Linked DNA regions of Rattus norvegicus: region 1 is linked to region 2. Evidence: chromatin contacts called from public Hi-C data. All regions are on one chromosome and are shown on one strand. The core of a region is the stretch at or near the end of the contact, and the rest is flanking DNA. Distances in the headings are between cores, read along the strand shown.

Evidence for each region. Hi-C and Micro-C count contacts between places; a contact is called where the count stands out from the background.
Region 1: a contact with region 2 is called in a Hi-C map of liver, with 2.0 times the contacts expected there. The contact joins the promoter of Nfkb1 here to the promoter of Ube2d3 in region 2. A contact is called at or near these places in 1 of 12 Hi-C or Micro-C datasets (liver) and 1 of 1 datasets of contacts at active chromatin or transcription factors (oligodendrocytes).

What each region holds. Positions count from the first base shown.
Region 1 is chr2:226,801,645-226,807,743 of GRCr8, forward strand. Nfkb1 (nuclear factor kappa B subunit 1) reads right to left here and starts at 3,818. Exons shown (of 25, transcript NM_001415012.1): 1 at 3,436-3,818.
Region 2 is chr2:226,539,260-226,545,026 of GRCr8, forward strand. It overlaps Ube2d3 (ubiquitin-conjugating enzyme E2D 3), which reads left to right and starts at 3,935. Exons shown (of 7, transcript NM_031237.1): 1 at 3,935-4,231. The coding sequence starts at 4,208.

The DNA of each region.
Region 1 (6,099 bases), core at 2,568-5,067, 260 kb after region 2:
ATAATTAAATCTGTGTTAGTTACTATGTAAAGTGTAATGGCTTCATAATATTAGATTTTAAAAAAATTAATATATAGTACTAAGTATTAATACCGCAACAAATGTCTTCTCTATATTCTCTCTTCTTGACTTCACAATCTTTACCGAGTCCTATCTTACATCAGGCTTTGAAGTAGTCTTATCTTTTCTAAACTATTTGTTGATCTTCCGATCTCGTTTGAAAGGATTAACTGGTGTCCAGGAATATCCTCTCAGACAATACAGAAGCTAAAAGGGGAAAGCAATTCCATAGGGGGCAAAAGAATGCCCTTCCTTCCTTCTCTCCCTCGTCCTTCCCTCCCTCTTGTCTTCTCTATCTCTCCATCTCTCCCCTCCCTTCTTTCTTCGGAACAAGACAATGCATACTCATTAAGGCAACGATAAGAACTATCAACTCTACCAGATCTGACTTCCAAGAGGATGCCCTTCTCCCAAGCGTTCCCCTGAGGCTGAGTGTCTGCACTTAGCGAAAAGCCTCACATCTCCCTGCCTCAGCTGAAGGCATCTGCTGGGAGAGGTAGGTTCCTACTCCTGTACCTGCTCACCTCTAACAGGACAAGCAGTTTCAGTACAGATGGGAGGTGCAAAAGCACAAATCACAACCACAGATGCAGAAAAAGGTGCTCCGGTTGTCAAGCGGCCTTCGTGGGACAGAAATGCAGGCATGAGAGAGTCTTCAAGCACTAAAATTCTATCCGACCTTCTCCTGGGCCTTTTCTTCTAACACAACCATGCTACCTTATATAATTCATGTTGTAAGCAGAAAGCTGGTACACCATCCAAACAAAACAACTTCCTTCCAGAGGACAAATCCATGAGAACTTTTGCACAGATAGCCATTCATACACATCCAGTCTCCTGAATGGGGATTTCTACTCACTCTGCCACACAAGAAGAGCAGGACACAGGATTTGCTCTTCTGATTCAACTAGCATGTTCCAGATACACTCCTAACACAGTACAGAACACAACATCTAGATGAAGATCACTAGCAGGACACTCCTCTAGGTGAAGGGGAGAAAGGGTATTTTGAATTCATTCCCCAAGAATCCTGATGGCAAGGCTACAGGTATATGGAAGTAGAACACTCACAAGGTCCTGGGTTTGATCCCCGACTTGGCTATGTCATGAATCCACACAGCAACTCAGGACCAACTATTTGGGCCTGCTATTTGAAGATGCCAGCTATTATTTTCTTTGCCCATGCTCAAATTAATTAAGGGTTATAAATGGTCACTTCTCCCTAGAAGCCAGAACTTTCCCTCTTCGGAGCAGGGGAATACCTCATAAATAAATTAGGTAAAACCATGGCTTGCCGATTGAATGATAATCCACAGTCCGTGTGGTTGCCAAGTCTTTATCTAGACCTCTCTACCGCAATGAGCAATCCCTGAACGTCAGCAAAGCGGCTTACTTCATCGGTTATCTGGAAGTCTGCAAGTAGTGAAAACAGCCCACAGAAATACTAGCTTCTCCACTCAGCCTCAGTTCACCCGAAGGACCATGAAAAGGAACAGCACCATTAAATCCGACGCCGTTCGTTTCCAATCACTCCAGCTTTAACCCACTGCATATCAGTCAGCCTGGCTGTGCTAGTTTTAAGGGCAGAAGTAAAAAAGGAAGTAGAAAGATCAAAGCAGTGCTTACAAAGGGGAAGCAGGGCTGTTTTCTGTATGTATACTCCAGTATTTACTAACTGGCTTTCAAACACAGGCACATTCACAACCTACACAGTTCAGGTAATTGCCCTATGTAGAATGCAAGATGCTACTTAGTTTCTGAACGGAGATAAGAGGTGACAGAGATAATCAGGTTGCCACCAACCTTTAACAGGATTAAACAACTTTCTTTAAAAGTCTTCTGGTTTTGAAGTGGTTAGTGTTTCCCGGCAAGTATAGTATTTTAGTGCCAGCATTCAGCGTACAGAGAAGCCTTCTTTTGTGTTCAAGTTTATTCAGTAGCTTAAGCCAAGGAGACATTTTCTCTAAGCTAGCAAGAGACTCCCAGATGTACCAGCATGGACCAGAGTTGCCGAGTTCACGTTCCCATCAATACGCGTGCTCTTTTAGTCATCCAGTTGGGGCGATAAATGTTAAATGCAACAGGAAGCAAACCCTTTTAATTCCAGGCTTCTCAAGTTCTTATGCAAAGCAAAGGACTTCGCTGTAAATAATTTACATAATTTTTCGTGCATCAAACAGTAAGAGACACCATCTCTAGAAAGCACAATATTAAAATCAAGGGGAAAAAAAAAACCCACTTCAGTAAGGACCTTACTTTAATCAAGTTTCCCTTTTCAAGGTCTGACGAGCGTTAATGCATTTTTTTTTGCCACCCAAGAACACTCCGCTGAAGATTCCTTTAGAAAGCCATCTCCATCTTTAGGACTAACCACCACTCTGAGACCCAGCATTTGATGCCACGGCTATGAAATGTTACTCAACACCACGAGCAGTTCTCAGTTATGAGCCCTAAAACAACCAAAAATTTTAGTTAAACATGGCTACTTAGAGAGCTGCAGTGCCGACCTTTACTTTGCAAAGTCCATAAAAATGGGTTAAATTTAGACGATGAAATCTTCCATCATTAGTTCCATTTAAGCTTTAGAATTAGACCAATAAACAGAGAGCCAAGATCAGTGTCCGGCTCAGAAGACCGAAGGAAGCTTACACGTAGGAGAGGCGTCATTCGTATCTTTTTCTGTTTCAGAGGTCAGGCACAATAACATGGTGCCATTATCCTAGAGTAATCAAAAGTCTAAAAGGTGCTATTCGTAGGTAATTCCTGTCTCAGATGCCAGGCCTGGAGAATCGGGGTGAGGCCCTCCTTATATTTTGAAAAATCAATGTTGAGATTTGGCAGCTGAATGTATCATGTGTGTGCATCGGGGGTGGCGGTGTCTATCACAGATTGGTAAGCGGCCCCCAGGCTCTCCTGCGGGATTCTTAGGAGCTGGGAAGGGCTTTGCCTGCCCGGAGGACTGACAGGCACTTCTGCTTTCATTTCACCGACCGCCCTTTGGCGAAATCTGGCTGTGCACTGCACCAAACACCTTTCTATCTGTCCTTTACCGTGGAGGACCTCAGCCTGGCCGCCACCACCCCACCCCACACCCGCGGCAGGGGCTCGGGTACATCTTTCTAAAACTTTGCAAGAGTTCCCCTCCGGTTCCCGTTCCCGCCCGCGGAGACGCGGAGGGCCCCGCCAGCCGGCCCGCAAGGCCTCGGGCCGCCCAGTGCGGATGTGCTCTGTCCCCGCAGCCGGGGCCGCGCGCCCCGCGACTCCTGCCCCGGGTTCCCCCGCGGTTCCCCCCGTGAGTCCCAAGCCGGTGGGACCCGCTGCACCGGCGCTGCGGAGAGCTGGTCGCTCTGTTCCCCTACCCGCCCCGGGGCTTACCCTGGAGGTGAGGCGCGGCCTTTCCGCGCCTGCGGGCTCCCGCTGCGGGGCAGCGTGGACCGGCGGGAGCCCGAGTAAGGTCCTGGCGCCGGCCGGCGGCTCAGCGGCGCGCCATGGCTGCGGCGCGGGCGGAGAAGCGCGGGGCGGGCCGGGCGCGGCGGGGCCCTGAGCTCCGGCCTGCGCTGCTGGAGCCGGCCCGCGAGCAGGCCGAGGGCGGCGGCGGCGGCGGCGGCAGGCCGGGGGCGCGCAGGGCACGGGAAGCCGTCAGCGCGCAGCCGGGCTGCTCGGGTGGCGAAACCTCCTCTTCCTGCCCGGCTCGCCTCGGTACTTCTCTCTCGTCCTCTCTCGCTCACTCTCTCACTTCCTGGCTGGAAATTCCCACTGACGTCGAGAGAGCAGACAGACGGACGGACCCACGCGCGCGCGCACAGCGGGGGCGGGAGGTGGGGTCGCCGCCGGGGGTGGGGGAAGCCCGCGCGCCCGGATCGGGCGCCCCGAACCCCAAGCCCCGCGGCGACCGCGACGCCCCCGGGAGGCGCCCGCAGCCCAAGGGCAGGCCTGGACAGCTGGAGGCCACGGGAGACCAGCCTGGTCCCCACGCGCTGGACACAAAAGTCAATCTCATCTGCATGTTCCCTCCTCTGGGGGGTCTTGGATACACTCAGATCTCTTCACAGAGCGAACCGGAACTTCGAGATCGTAGTTGAGGTCTCTCCAGAGAATCATGAACTTATATAGGGTCTGGATGAAGTCTTTCAATCCTCTCAATTATTCCAGCCACAGCGAATTGTCCGGCCTGTGAGATCATCGCTGTGGATGGAATTATAGTGACAGTGGGACCCGCGGTGTTGGTTCACAGCTCATAAATCCTTATCCGGCTCAAGGGAGGTTATTTTTTCTGGAGAGGCCTCCCACTGATGACCATTTGCTAGTATTTGAGCTTATTCTTTGGGCATAGTGACTCCATGGGCCAGGGATGACACCCTGGGGCGAGGTAGCTCCCAAGTGAGCTGTGACCTGAAACATATTTTAGAGTCCAGGGTCTCACTACTGAGTTCAAGTGGAAATACAACTTTGAAACGCCAGGGATCAATCAAGTAGTCAGCACGGTTTTATTTTGCTACTTAACCCTCTGCGTTCCCACCCACGAGGTTATAAAAACCTTTCCAGGAACACAGATTCCCCCCTCCGACGCCCCCCCACTCCCACCTACACACACTGGATATTTGAGCGTCTTTAAGTGACCTTAAAGTGCCCTATCATCAACCTTAAAGCTGTTTCATTTAGATTCCTGAGGTCCTTTTGCCATCTAGAGTTCAGAGGCTTCCTATAAATGGAAGACAAGGATGGAAACACTTTGTTATTATTTATGGGACAATAGAAATTGTGCCCTAGGGGCCTTGGAAATCAGTCAACAGAGTGGTTATTGGGACCTTTAGCCTTTCTGTATGTAAAAGTCGTTGCAGATGGGGGCGCCTGTAACCTCAGCAGTGAGAGGGACAGTTGGATCTGGAACTCATTGGCTAGCCAACAAAGCCAACCTCTGAGCTCCAGGTTCAGTGACTAAAGTGACAGACACAGACCTTCTGCCCCCCACCCCCACACCACAAACAGTGTGGGAGGGAGGTGGGGGGGAGGGAGAAGGAGAGGAAAAGAGAAAACTGTGTCCTTGCTATGATTTAAGCACACTGTTATATAGAATGTATATAAAATGATTTTTCCCCCTGCTGACATGAATACAAAACCGGCAAGCTCTAGAGGAACAACGACGTGTAAGTTGTTTGTCTTTCCTCTGTGGACTAGGTGGGGACGGGAAAACTCTGCAGTCTGCCAGGTGTGGCAGTCCCATTGTCAAAGGCATATAATAAAATTGTTACAAAGGTAGAGGCAGTGGGATATACTATGAGAACGCAAGTTGAAGGCTGTTCATCGGGAGAAGTATCCAGTTAAACTTGAAGCTCAAAATGATCCCATGGAGTAAACTGAAAGCAGAAGCTGGTGTGGGAGGCAGGTAGAGGAGGCTCCTATCTGTGGCAGCGGAACCCACAGTGTCAGGCTAGAGTCCTTGAGGCTAGAGGTCTGGCATGAAGGTGTGGCTGTCAAGGCCACGCTCCCCAGAAATCCTTTGCCCGGTCCCTGCTTCTGGTGGCCGTGGAAATGCCTGGCCTCTTAGGCTTGACTGCAGCATTAAAGTCTGTACTTCATTATTATGTCAACCCCTTCTATGTGCTTCCTCTAATCTGGGTCCAAAGACGCTTGCCTTTCTTTTATTTAAAATATTTATTTTAAATTCTCTCTCTTCCTCCTCCCCTCTGTGTGTGTGTGTGTGTGTGTGTGTGTGTGTGTGTGTGTGTGTGTGTAGGTATGTGTCTGTGTGTTGCAGGTGTCTGAGTATTGCAGGTGCCTGTTATAGCACAGGTGTCTGTGTGGCACAGTTGTTTGTGTGGGTGCAGGTGTCTGTGTGAGTGTCTGTGTGGGTGTCTGGGTGTGAGTGTTTGTTTGGGTGTAGGTGTCTGTGTAGTGCAGGTGTCCGTGTGGCCCAGGTGTCTGTGTAGGTGCAGGTGTCTGTGTGATGTAGGTGTCCATATGGCACATGTATCTGTGTGGCACAGGTATCTGTGTGGGTGTAGGTGTCTGTGTGGTGCAGGTATCTGTGTGGGTGCA
Region 2 (5,767 bases), core at 2,685-5,184:
CTAAAATTCTGTATCTTATCTTTTCCTAATCACTATAGAAAAATCTGTGTGTCTTCAACAAATGATGTAGGAGATTCACAGCAGTATTGGCCAAGCCTACTTTTCACACTGTGTAAGTCTGTTATCCCCACATTACAGTTCTGGTAATACTAGAACAACATTCACTTCCATCATCACTGCACAGCTTGGGTCTTTATTAACCCACTAGACCTTACTGTGTTTTATTTCTTGAGTTAGGGTCTTACATAGCTCAAGTAGATCTTGAGCTAGATACAAGGATAAACTCCACTACCTCCACCCTCTCCAACTCCAAGTACTGGGATTATAGATACGCTGCCACCATACCGTTTGAAGGTGCTAGGAATTGAACCTTGCTTGGGCTTCATGCATGCTAGACACTGCACCAATTGAGCTATATCCCTAGTCCTAATCATAGTGTCTATAAAAATTACTCATACCATGTTTGCTTTTCCTTAAAACTGTGATTACTTCAAATGTCTTCCTCTAGAGTATGAATTTCAATATATGTCTGTGTATGTGTGTGTGTGTGTGTGTTGTATTCATAACATGAAATTATTTTGAACAGGGTCAACTGCTTTACTGGACTGCCCACATACTTTTAGATAGAAGAATTCTGACCACAAATTCATCCCAGTTTGCTGTGCTTTATTGCAGAGCAGTAAAGTTTCAGTGTACTTCTTTGTTAGATTAGGGCAACAACAATTGGTTTCTTTGAAGTTTTCTTCATTGTTCTCCCTGTATGTTGAGAGTGTCTGGTTGTTAGGTTCCAATGTTCCCTACTAATCAGTGCACCCTGGCTTCTGAAAGTACAAAACAAAGGGAAAAAGAAGTCAAATTAATTCAGATGTCAGTTTAAAACTTTTTCTATAAAATTCCATCCAGTAAATACTCTGAAGTTAAATACTTGCATTCAAATTCCACTTCTCCCACTTACTAGCTCTGTCCCCTTGGCAATACATCCCATTTTTTTCCTTTGTAAAACAGAAAACGTGTTGTGCCTGGTACATAATTTTCATAAATATCTATTTTATAATCTATAAATTATTCAAAGTTTTTCACATTCACATTGGACAGTTAAATATCTGAGTTGTTACTGATAGCAAGGAGGAGCAGCAGTGTGTGTAGGGGGTAACAAGAACAAAGTGTGACATACACATGGCACTATCACAGGGAAAGCCATTATTTGTATGCTATCTTAAAACAGGCATTGATAAAACCAGTAACAGCCTGCAGCATCCTTTCACATTATGACATTGAAAACAGCAACTCTATGACAAAGAGCAGCATTATTACATCTAACTTGGTGGTGAAGAAACAAACCTATAATATGCTGAACCAGACCAGTACCATAAATAGAAAGCAGTAAGCAAGAACTCACATCTGGGGTTCTCCTACCCGCCACGCTTAACTCTTTGCTTCTACTTTCAACTGGCTAGCCAGGAGAGAACCATGGGTTGTTCAGGGAGGAGGAAGTGTCAGGGATGTCCAATAGGGCATGAGGTAAGTACTGAGCGTTTTACTAATTCAGAAAATGGTTCTGACGAAATAATCTCTATCGCTTGGGTGCTTGTTCTAAATGTATAATCTCGGGCTTCTACTCGGGCCTACTAAATAAAAATCAGAACTGTAAACGAAACTCCAGGTGATTCCTATGGGAAGTAGTCGAGGCAGCTGCATTCCATTAATCGCTCTAGTGACATTACATATGGTATACACCGTCACTCCTGGGCATATAATGGTATACACCGTCACTCCTAGGTTATATATTGACTTTTTAGCCTTTTAGTTGGAGAATATTTATTGCCTGCAACAGGTTCTCAAAATGCGAAGTATTTCCATGTAGTCCTGAAGGATCTCCATTTTAAGAGGGGTCATTTACAGATGCTAGGAAACTCTAAACATGTTGATCTTTTTGAATACTTTTCAAAAGTTAAAAGTCTTACTTTTTACCCAAAGAGCAGTCTCGATGACAAACGACCCTCTACATTTTACGCATGGCAGATTAGAACAGGGCAGTGGTACACTTACAGATCTCACCCACTGGATTTAATCCAGATTCCCTGATATTTTGCTACTTTGGGGCTCAAAACTGAAAGGGCAGAAGGAAAAAACGATTCTAGAGCATTCCCTTTGCTGTTCACGCCTAACTTTGCCTCAAGTAGGGCGGGGGGAGGGGGCAAGGCTCTACCAATCCGACCACAATTAAGCTGCATTGTTTAGGTTATGCTAACACAGAACCCTCCAGGCCTCTGCTCTCAGATTGGTCCCTCAGGGTTAACAACGCACATAAATCCGCACGTGGTGGTGCTATCAGCACTCAGCCTGGATCTGTTTTAAATTACCGTTCCTAATTTGAGAGGAGCCTCCTCCCCCAGTTCAGCCCTCTCGGAGGAGCAAGGGAAGAAATGTCCAACACCTGGGCCGCCGGAAACCAGGAGCCGGCTCCACCTTGACTAAGGCATCTAGTCACCCCGAGGCCCCTCCCACAGCACATTCCCGATTGGACGCCCGAGGGAGGGCAGCGTCAGCGCGCGCCGGCCAGCCTGGGGAATTCCATTTCCTCTCCCGCCCACCAGCATAAGCATTTAGGGGCGGTGCTTCCCGCGCAAGACCCGCCCAGTGAGAGGCCGGGGGGGGGGTGGGGGTTAGTCGGCTCATCTCGCGATAACTTGCGGATTTGGGGGCGGGCCCCAAGCCAGGAAGAGAGCACAAAACTGCCCTTAAGTCATTGCAGACCCGGAGCTCCGGTGAGCCTGCCACGAGGTTCTCGCGAGATCCGCCGCCTCCATCCCAAGTGAGGAAACGGGGGGCCACAGTAGGGAGGGGCGTGGGGCCTCAACCGCGCAGCTGCCGCTTCCATTACCTTCCTCCTAAGGTCTCCTTCCGGTTCTCGATGCTTCTCTGAGTCTAAGGGTTTCCGCCACTCGTCTACCCTCCCCCTCAGCCCATGACCCGCCTCCGTCCCCCGCCCTCCCGGTCCGACCTCCGATCGGTTTAGTAAGAAGGTGCTGTTCGGACAGGGAGACGGCAAGAGGGTGGCGCGTCCACTCGGCCTGGACGAGGGAGGCAAACCGCTCCCCTTCAACCCTCAGCTCGCCCTGCGCTCGCGACGGCGGCGTTGGCGGACGGATACGCGGCGGTGAATAGGCGGGGGGAGAGGGGGAGGGGCGGAGCGTGGCAGCTGGCAGTAGTTCCGTCAGAGCGGACATCTTGTGGCTGTGCCGTGCGCGTGAGCCCCGTAGGGCCGGGGAGGCACCAGCTGCCGCGCGGGGAGGAGGCCGAGGCCGCAGCTCGAGGGAGGCCCCGGCCCTCTGTACGCGTGGGTGTGGACAGCTCGGGAAAGGGGAGGGAGACGGGCCGGGGCCGGCGCGGCGCCCCGGGCTGTGGGCGGCCCGAGTGGGCAGCCCTCGGGGCTGGGTGGGGTAGGATGGGAAGGCCGGCGGAGCCCGGGCCCGGCTGAAGGGGGAGGGGGCATGGGCGCGTCCTCGCGCCGGAGCTCCGCGGCCGCCGGGCGCGTGGAGAGGTGGCTGGGCGCGCGCACGCAGGAGCGCGCCGTGAGGCGGAGAGTACGGTGGTGTCAGGGGCGACCCAGAACAGCTCTAGCTGTGGGGACAACAGCACACGCGAGTCTAATTGCCTTCTGCTGGCTCGCCGACCCTCGAAGCAGAAACCGAAAGAAGCCCGGCGTCGGTCCGGAGCCTCCCGCTCCCCTCCCCCTTGCCTTTCTTTGCCCTAGTGACGCCGGCCTAGCGCCGACTAGGCCCGGGCTCCTCCTCTGCCGGGCTCTGGACCCTGCCCCGCACCCACCCCTTTCTCCTCCGCCTCTTCCTCTCCCACCCGGGGCTCTTCCTTTCAAGAGGCCGGGAAGTTAAACTTGTAACCACCTCTCGGCTCTTCCCGTCACCCTCGCCCTCTCTGGGCGAAGCGCGGATATAAGTAGCTGGTGGCTCTGCCACCCCACCCTGCCCGGATCGCGACGGTTTTCAGGGTTCTGGAATCAGCAGGGTTCCTCTGAGGCCTTGGCGAGTGGCTGATCTGCTCCGTTTTTGCAAAAGGCGCCTGTGTCTGGCAGAGCCGGTGTGAGAAGAAGAGAGAATCCTTCCCCGCCGCCGGGATAATCAAGAGTTTTGGCCGGACCTTTGAGTACACATCGGGATAGTGAGAAGCCCGGCGAAAAGCACAGACTATGGCGCTGAAACGGATTAATAAGGTAAGTTGTTGGGACTAAATGTTGCGGATGGGGTCGCGGGAAGAAAGGCTTGGTGCCCAGAGAAAAGCCTGGAGAGTTGGATTCTGAAAATACCTTACATGGGGTAAGAGAAGGCAGGGGCACTTTGAAATGAGCTGTAAGATAGGGAACGGAATGGTTTTGGCAAGCGAAATGTTTGTTTCACTAGAATCTGCTAGTATGGGTGAGGGAGCGTGGCATTTATTTAGTCTCCTCAGTTTTTTGCCTAAGAGTCAGGTTTGGGGAGTAGAATTATGTACAGGCCTCGGCAGATGCCATGGCACTGCTTCCTATTCTAGGTTCTTCAAAACATTTTAGCTATTAAGGCTATAGGCATTCTAAAGAAAGGAATGTAACAGTTGAAAGACGTTTTGTTCCAAACTTGACTGAGAGTCGGGGTATGACAAACATACCTCAGTTTGCTAAAATGCGGTGACGAAGTCTGTTCAGAAGCTTAACCAAATCTGGGCAGTTACACAAGAGTATGTGGGGTTGGGAGGAGGTGGACCGACACTGTTGCCACTTCCTGTGTTGTGTGGTCGCTGCTTTCACCCAAAGCTATGTATCTGAGGCACCAGGAACCTATATGTAAAAGCCTTCTGAAAGATTCCGGGGTTGGGGGTGTTTGACAGTGCAGGGAAACTGGATGGAGGACTGCTTTGCTTAGAACCCCCTTCCTTAAGGAGGCTTGTTTGAGCAATTCACTAGAATTTGATAAGTCGTTGCTTTAATTTGGAAAGAGCTACGATTTTTCCAGAAATACAGTGTAAGTGGAGCCACTTCTCTGGTGGTTTTTGTCTCGTTTTCTTGCTCTAACTTCTATCCCGCATTTTAAGATGGCGGCTGCTTTAACTGGCTCAGGCTCTTCCCGGCATCTCCTTTTCTAACTATAAGATAATGGTCTCTGTTAAGCGTTAGTTTTTTTAATCCGGTTGTAGGGAGCTCTCAGAGCCTCTGCTCCCAAGACTAAACCTAAATTCAAACTCTCAGACTAAGTTTCTGTGTGTGTGTGTGTGTGTGTGTGTGTGTGTGTGTGTGTGTGTGTGTGTATTTTGTATTTGGTTCTTTCACAATCGAGAGGGTGGAGTATTTACAGCCAACTTGAAAAAAAATGTGGAGTAAACTCAGTCCTAATAGAAAAGACAAAATGGGAAGGTTCGGTATTAGAAACTTTGACTTAGCACAGTTTTTAAAGAGTTCTGTGGAAAGGCGAGGACTTGGATTGACTATAGGTCTAATACTACTGTATTTGTAGTTATTTTATATTATATATATATATGTGTGCGTGTGTGTATATATATATATATATACATATATATATCTTGATCAGCTTGATTGGAAAAAGCTGTAGTTTCTGAAAAGTTAATTCTTACCTGAATATATTGTTGTTGAATCTTGAATTCTTAGGACATCCTGGTAATCTTTGTGGTTTTATGCAAAACACTTAACTGAACTGTTTGTATTCTTGATGATAATGGAAAGAGAAAGAAAACCTTAGAATTCAAGACTTCAAATAGA